Regions from separate parts of the Rattus norvegicus genome. Here region 2 is linked to region 1. The links are chromatin contacts, called in public Hi-C maps. All regions are on one chromosome and are shown on one strand. Each heading gives the region's core, a stretch centred on a gene start, on an enhancer-like site or on the middle of the called end of the contact. The rest is flanking DNA. Distances are from core to core; before and after follow the strand shown.

Region 1 (4,223 bases), core at 1,537-4,036:
ACCTGTCACTCACTGGGCTCTCTCTCCATCTGCATATTTGGAAATGTCTAGAAAGAAACAGGATTTCTTGTATGGCCCTGTGAACTGACGATCTAGCCTGTTCTGCAGCCCGTGGCATGGCTGCCATGAGGGGCACTTCGCGCCCTCCTTAGCTCCATGAAGATACCACAGAGCGGAATAACAGGGGAACTGGACTGGAACATTTTGTAGAATAACCTTTATTTCTATCAGATAGAAGAAAGGACTACACATATTTTTTCTTCAAAATATTTAAATGTTTTAGAAATGAATAATATCAGGAAAAGTAAACCAGGGAGGCAGCTAGGTGTAGACTTCACCACAGGGGGTGTCTTACATGTGCCTTTATTTCTGTCTTAGTAATCATTCTAGAAATGACTCACCAAGCTCTCAAGCCTCAGAGCACCACCAAGCAGACAGCTGCTAGCTTCCTGCATCAACAGGACCAAGGACTACTGTGGTCCCAGAGGTAACTGACTCTGGTGGGAAGGAACTGTATTGGACTCTGCCAAGGGGACCTTCTGGATGAATGAGGAACTGGGGTACTATGCTGACAGACTCCCACCTCCTGCTGCTGCGCTCACCTACCTTGGAGATCCCTGAAATTATGATGGTGCTTTTCTTCCGTGGGGACTTCAGTTTCAGCTTTGAGGACTCGCTGAGCTGCCGAATGGCAACTTCAGCCACAGGATCTGAGCTGTTCAGTACCAACAGTTCTGCCAGAAAGAAGGTAGCACTGAGTTCAGTAGCAAACTTAACAAGCTCCAAGCAAAGCCCCAGAACAGGGGGCAGGATAGTCTATAAGCAGTGGTCGGCAGGCATTTGGAAGAAGGAGGGAGAAAGTAAGTTGGGGTTTTTTTCCCAACTTATCTCCGCATAAAGTAGAAGCAGACAGGAGCCACATGTAAATGAACAGGCAAGGCCTGGTTCTGGTAAAACTTTATTTTCGGAAACAAAGGAAGGCCACTGTTATCTACAACTTGACTCCAAGTAGTTATGAGCTTCTCACCGATATGTCTGTTTGAGGCTCACATGTTTTTGTTTATAAGGTAATGCTCTTTCTCAAGAGGGCTATGTGAAATGGCAAAGGCCAGCAGACAAAAATAATTTGTTGGCAGAGGAGATGGTACAGTAAGTAAAGGCACCAGGTCTAATGATCTAACCTGAGTTTGATCCCTGGAACCCAGTGGGAGAAGGAGAGAACAGATTCCTGCAATTGTCCTCTGACCACCACATGCGCTCTCTCTGTCTCTGTCTCTGTCTCTGTCTCTGTCTCTGTCTCTGTCTCTGTCTCTGTCTCTCTCTCTCTCTCTCACACACACACACACACACACACACACACACACCTACACAAAGAGACAGAAAGAGAGAGAGAGAGAGAGAGAGAGAGAGAGAGAGAGAGAGAGGAAAAGAAAGTTTTTAAACATTGAGAAAATTTTGACCTCACAAAGGCATATAACTCCTTTTCCCTCCAAAAGTGGCTGACACAGATCAGTAATCCATGGCAGCCGATAAAAGCTATTAAGAGCTGGCCCTTCCGGTGTCATAAATGTACCAATTGCTGCTGACGGAGCCTGCATGCTTTGTCATCTGCTCATTCCTTAGCTCCATCAGATAAGTTCTTTCTTTTTAAAAAATCTCCACTTGACAAGATGCCAGGCCATCAGGTAGGTGGCTAAGTGGAGAGGGCTTTTATCCCCCAGCGAGTTAGCTCTTCTAGCTTATGCTGTTCTGCTAAGGCAAAATTAAACATGACAAAAGGAGGTCCAGGGTGTAGCTCAATGATACAGCACCTGCATAACATACATAAGGCCCTGGGTTTGATTCCCAGAACTGCAAAAGCAAATGAAGGAACCAGGACAATAAAATCGTTTTAGGAGCAGGACATCGGCCATGGCCACAGGCCACAGGGACTGGTTTCTACAGTCACACACTTGGCCCCAGGGCTGGGCTCAGCCACTCCTTGCTTTTTAGGTGGAAGCTGGAGATCAAACTCAGGTCCTCACACTGACTTATGAACAGGAAGATACCTGTTCAACATGTTGATTACCTGAAAATAACCCTAAGATTACAGAGTTGGTACTATCACAGCTTGAATGTAAAGTGTCCCCCAGAGGCCAGTGTTTAGAGGGCCTTCTGAGATGGCAGTGCTACTCTGGAGCTGTAATACCTTTGAGGATGAAACCTTGATACCCTTGAAGGTTAGCCTGGGCTCTGGTTCCAAAACTTCCTCTCTGCTCCCTGGTTAGCCATCATGTGAGCAGGCTCTGTCACACACTCTGGCTACAGTGCATTTACTTATCAAACAGTGAGCTAAAACAATCCTTTCCTCCCTTATACTGTTTCTGTCAGATCTTTTTGTCATAGTGATACAGAATATACAAAAGAGCTAATCCAGAAAATTGGTACAAAAGCAGGTTATTGTATTTGTGAAACCTATGTGGTTTGGTTCTTTGGAACTGACTTGTGGGAAGAATGTGGAAGGGTTTGGAGATGTGAACTAGAAAAGCCCCTGAAGAGGCTCTCACAAAATGACACAGGCTACTGCCATTGCTCACTGTAACTAGAAGGTGAGACCTACTGCTGAAGACATGACACACTTTCAGTTAGAACACAGAGAAAGCTGGAACTGACCTGAAAATCTCCTCCCTGCTAGAAGGTGCTATGCAGGCAGCTGGGGGAGAAAAAGAATCAGTGGGCTTACACAGCGGAAACTGCATTCCTCTGCACTGAGCTGACAGGCAAGACATATTTCCTAGTGCAATAGCAGCATGACTGCTACACGATAACCTTCTGCCTTTTGGATGTGAAGTCAGCTACACAGGAAGGAATTAACTCCTGATCCTACAAAGCTGGTCAAAAGCCCAGGCTTGGGAAGGGGCTGTCTACTGTGGCTTTGCTCAATGGACATTGGTCAGAAACATTTGTTTTCATTCACATTACTGTTTGCCTCAGCTTTAGTCAGAGAAGCCCCCTTTGGCAGTGGTCAATGCAGAAACTCATAAAAGAAAATATCTGGCCTCCCCAAGACTCAGGGAACACTCTGGAAGAAAGGGAGGAAAAAGCTAGAGGCTAGGAAAGAGTGCTGTAAACTGCTGTCCTCTGGACATGAACTGGCCTTTGTACTCATGAAGCACAGCAGCAGCGATTACTTGCACAAGATCAAGTCAGTCAACATTCCACATGCATGAGTGGGTTCACAGTCCCTGTTCCTAGCTGAAGGGCTACCGGAACTTGATGGCTGCTAGGAATGGGAAGTCATTTTTCTTCAAGGATTGTAGTCACTGGTAAGTTACCCATGCTCTGGTGGATGTCCCCGTATACACACAGGGACTCAGTTTATAAAAATCAGAACGAGGCGCGAGGTGGGGGGATTGTGTTGGGGAAGGTCTGAGAAGACGGGGACTGGGGAGTCGTGGTGGATATGATCAAGATACACCATATCAAAACATAAAAATATTTTTAAAAATGAAGAAGAGTTCTAGAATACTGTGAGTAGACCTTATTTCTGTGGGTGTGTGGAAGACCTGAATGCTGAGAGAAGCACTGAGTTTGAAATGGGAACAAGGACTCCATTAGAACAGGATTAGAGATCCTCTGTGTTACATTGTGGCACAGAATTCAAAGGAATTCATAGCACAGCATTCAGACGATGGCATGGTTACTACTGGCTGCTTTAGTCAGGCTTACAGTGGGGCTGAGAATACAAATTAGAGCAGAAAGACAGGAAAAATGAAGTCTTTGGCTAGGAAAGAAGAATCTCTCAAACTGCCAGGTGGTCATAGTTATTCAAGCACCATTAGGAAGAAGTCAAATAGTATGTACTAGGACGTAGGAAGGAAGCTCTCAGGACATTTTAGGAATTGGTAAGACCCCTGATACCTCCAGCATATAAAACTACATATCCATTTGAAAGATACTCAAATGGGACTTCATAGAGAGATGTGTCACAGGTTCACTCATCGGGGACTCAGAAGCCACTGTGGTCATGATACAAGGAGGCCTAGCTACATAATCAGTGAAACTTAGGGTTGTCAGCATGGTGCTAGGTTTTCAAGCATGCAGCAAACAAGGGTTATGGGATCATAAAGGGTTGCACCTAGATTCAGGAAAGCATGTAGGGCCAAGTACTATTCATTCAAGGTTTCCTGTGGGGAGAATCTCATTGGGCGAAATCTCTGAAGATGAAGCCTAAGCTGAAGTAG
Region 2 (3,795 bases), core at 649-3,148, 84 kb after region 1:
TTCCACTTTTGGATTCCTAGCATCGGACTTGGCAGGTGTCTACCACGTAAAGAAAGCTCACTAGACCTGAGGCTTGGACTTGTTCATCTTCATCTCTCCAGAGTTCGTAGAACCCAGCATGGGGTGTTTTCTCAGCCTCTCCCGAGCTTTTGTGGCTGTATTAATAATTGAACTGACTCTACCTATTTCTGCTCAGACTTCAAGCTCCAGCCCCTTCCTTCTGAGCAGATCCATCTCTGATCACACTTGTCCTGCATGGTATGGTACTCGTGATCCACATTCTCACACCTGCTTGTCTCCAATCATCACCTTCCTAGGTTGGGTGATGCCAGCCATCTCTCTTCTGGCAGAAAATTCTTTCCTTTGCCCTTTGGCTAATCTCTCAGACCTGTAAATCCAGCCCTCAACCAGCTCTAGTACTGGGACAACTAAAATGGCTTCTCAGTTATCTCTTTCTCTAGAGCCCTCTATGCTAACTCTCTTGTTGCTTTTACTGTTCTCATACCTAATATTCTCTACTACATACTACTGTCAATTCCTCAAGGGACAGTTTCTATTGACAATTTATATTTCCTAAGAATGACACTGCCTATACCTTCAATAAACAGTAAATAAAAACGCTATGCTGTTTAAGTGCATCTGCTGAATTAAAGAGTCACTTTTAAGTAAGCCAAATTTCTACTTTAAAGTCAATATTTAGGGGTAAGGTTAAGGGTAATGATTAATCACCAGACATGGAGGAGGGTTTTCAGTGGAAACACTAACATGGATTAACCTACTTTTGCCCTCTGAAACAAGGTGGGAGGACCATGAAACAAACCCAGGAACTTATGACTCAGGGTCATGCTTATGAACAATCACCAGACTATGCTGTAACACAGATGTCGAAGGACGTAGAAGCGATTGGAGTTCATGCACCACACAAAATTTCCAAGCTTCAAAGGGCTGCTCAGTGTCCCCCCCAACATGGCCCCTGTGTCGGGCAACCTTAGGGAGTACCTGCTTAAGGCTCTCTGTACACGTGCTGCAGTGTGCGGTTCTCCAGAACCAAGAGCCTCAGGGACGCACAAGTGCATGGTTACAAGGTGCAGTCTCTGCAGAGGGGCACTCAAAGGTGCTCCAAATAACCAAGCCTGTGAGATGGGGAGACCCGGCCAAGATGTGAGCTGTAGGGAGGTCTTCCGTGCTATGTCCCCGGAGGAGGGTCTTTTTCCTAAGAAAAGCCTCGGGCCCGAGGGTCGGGGTGGGGAGTACGATAAGGTCTGCATGGGCTAAGGAGGTGGCCGCGGAGGTGCTGGCTGCCAGGCTGTCACGCTCCAGCCGCGGCAGGTGTGGGTGCCGCCACCGCCCACCAGTTTCCCGGCCCCGCGCGAGCGCGCGCCACCCAGCCCAGAGAGCGCGCCCTTGCCCGCAGCCGCGTCTCAACGGCTCTGCTGTGGCCAGCGCCCCAGACCCATACCGCGGTTACTCAGGCCGCCCCGGCCAGGGTGAGTAGCTCAGCGGCCTGGAGGCTGAGCATGCGTAGGAGCGAGGGTGAGGCCAAATGCGGGCACAGAGCATGCGCAGTGCAAGGACACATAGGGCTACGTGGGAGTCTGGGCATGCTCTGTAAGGACCGCGGCCCCGCGCACGCGTAAAAGGGCCCGACGCCCGCAACCCACTGGTGGAGGAAAAAAAGGAGAGAAATCACCTCAGAGTTACGTCAGGAAAGGCCGCGTTTTGCAGAGAGGCCGTAGCCCGGACAGGGCCCGACGTCCTCCTAGGGCGCGGAGCGTGACGGTTACTCACCGCTCTTCAGCCCTGGGGCAGGCGCCAAGCCCCTTTCCGCTCACACTCCGCTCGCGCAACCCGCAGCCTCCGCTGCCGCTGTGATTCCATCCATCTTGAATTTGACGTCATCCCACACCAGGGATGAGGTCATCGCAGGCAGCGCTCGTCACGTGCGTGGCGCTGGGATTGGGTGTCGATCGGCTGGGGGCGGGCCGGGGGCGGGCCTGCGGGAGCGCGGCCGCGTTGGGTCCCGCGCTTGGGTGCCTCTCCGGTGAGGCGCGTTCACGAGCAGTGGAGCGCAGGGACGCCCGAGGGTAGGCGTGTGGTCATGGGAAGCCCCTGAATGGGGAGTTATCGGAAAATAGCTCATCCCCATTTCTTCCTCCTGGGGAAAGCCGCAATGCACAAGTTGGGCCCCCAGGTTTCCCTTATTCGTTCTGTGGCTTTTTCAAACACATGTCCAAAACTTACCTTTTTAAAATGGTGTTGAAGCTGGGCAGGGTGGTGCATGCATATAATCCCAGCACCCAGGACACTGAGGCAGAATTCCTGTTAACTATTCTAAACTACAGAATGAGGCCCTGGCTCTTTTCAAAACAAAAGACAAAGAAAATGCAACCTTTTTCTTGCAACACCAGCTCTCTTTTAGCCTCTTTGCATGAAAATTACAGTTCCATTTGTCAGATGACTGTAAGCCAAAACCAGACAACTGGGTAACAAATGCCAAACTACCAATCACAGCTGTGAAGAAAGGGTCTCTAGGTCACAGAAGTTTTCTAGAGCCTGGAATATAGCAGCAGACAGTCTCGACAAGTGAAAATTCTACAACAGACTTTAAAAATGCCTACATCTTAAATTAGGTGCTCTATGTTTCAGGAAGTGTGTGATTTTCAAATCTGCTTCTGAAGGTGGGTTTTAGCTACATGAACCAAGGTAAAACTCAATGAAAAGCTCAATGAAGTGTGTGAGGGTTATGTGGGAGAAGGAATCTTGCATTAGCTAGATCCAAATTGGGGTGGGGTGGGGGGGGGCTCCAAATGAATAACTGAATATTTAATGTCTTTCAAGAGTATGCCCTTTAGAATTTCACACTAAATATTCTCTTTTGCAATCATTCAAGAGTTTTTTAAAAATGTCTTCGTACTTTGAATTGTATGGCAGTTAAAGCAAGAGGTGGTCTTGTAAAGAGGGCTTTCAGAGGACCGCCTGCAATGAGGTTGCATGTGCATGCACCATTGCGCCTCTTTTTTACATGCAGAAAATCAATATGGAGCTGCAGAGCCTGTGGCCTAGAGAAAAGCCAGATTCGCTTGTTTTTTAACCACATGGAGTGCAAAGCAACCTCCCTCCAACTGTTTCCTAGCTCATTTGCTGTGTCCCCAGTGCCTGCTGCCTGTACACGGGGCATGTTCAACCAATCTCTGAGTCTGACCTAACTGCCAAATACAACAGAAACCTTTGGATCTTTCGTACACCTCTGGCTTAATGATGTTTTATTGGTTCCTTCTTCAAACTTAGTGGCAGGGCTGTGTCATGATGATAATGGACTTAAAAACTGTATGCTAGCCCCAAATAAATGTTTTCCTTTGTAAGAGTTGCCTTGATCACAGTGTCTCTTCACAGCAATAAAACCCCAAGACACAGACCTAACCTAGAATGAAATGTTTTGATCAGTAACTTGTCCCAAGCCTATTTTTCTCTTCATAGTACACTTACATATTTGCAACACATGAAAGCTCATTACTCTCCTTTTCTGACCTATGCAGCCCTCACTATTCTACAAGGTAGGGTCCACATTCTACTCTTAATTCTAACTTTTTTAATATATTTAATTAATTCTAAATTTAGAAGTTAAAATAATTAATTCTAACATATTTTTTCCAGATATTATCTATCTGGAAAAACAACTTAAACATCTCCTTAAAGTTTTAATCAATTACCCTTTCTAAAATGATTTAAATAGAACCAGGCATTGTGTAGAAGTATTAAGTCATATAAACTATGGAAAATCTCCCAATAGAGTGG

The links. A called contact is a pair of places that touch in the nucleus more often than the background predicts.
Region 2: a Hi-C map of kidney shows a contact between it and region 1, with 2.3 times the contacts expected there. The contact joins the promoter of Zbtb21 here to the enhancer-like site in region 1. A contact is called at or near these places in 3 of 12 Hi-C or Micro-C datasets (kidney and liver).

The regions. Positions count from the first base shown.
Region 1 is chr11:50,709,560-50,713,782 of GRCr8, forward strand. It overlaps C2cd2 (C2 calcium-dependent domain containing 2), which reads right to left. Exons shown (of 14, transcript NM_199391.1): 12 at 607-734. Among named protein-coding and RNA genes, the nearest start is that of Prdm15, 20 kb to the left of the region's middle. Within about 2 kb of position 2,787, at least 15 of the 93 cell types and tissues checked have an H3K27ac peak or open chromatin away from gene starts, as enhancers often do. A contact at or near this core is called in kidney and liver, where this site is marked.
Region 2 is chr11:50,794,458-50,798,252 of GRCr8, forward strand. Zbtb21 (zinc finger and BTB domain containing 21) reads right to left here and starts at 1,899. Exons shown (of 3, transcript NM_001401434.1): 1 at 1,691-1,899.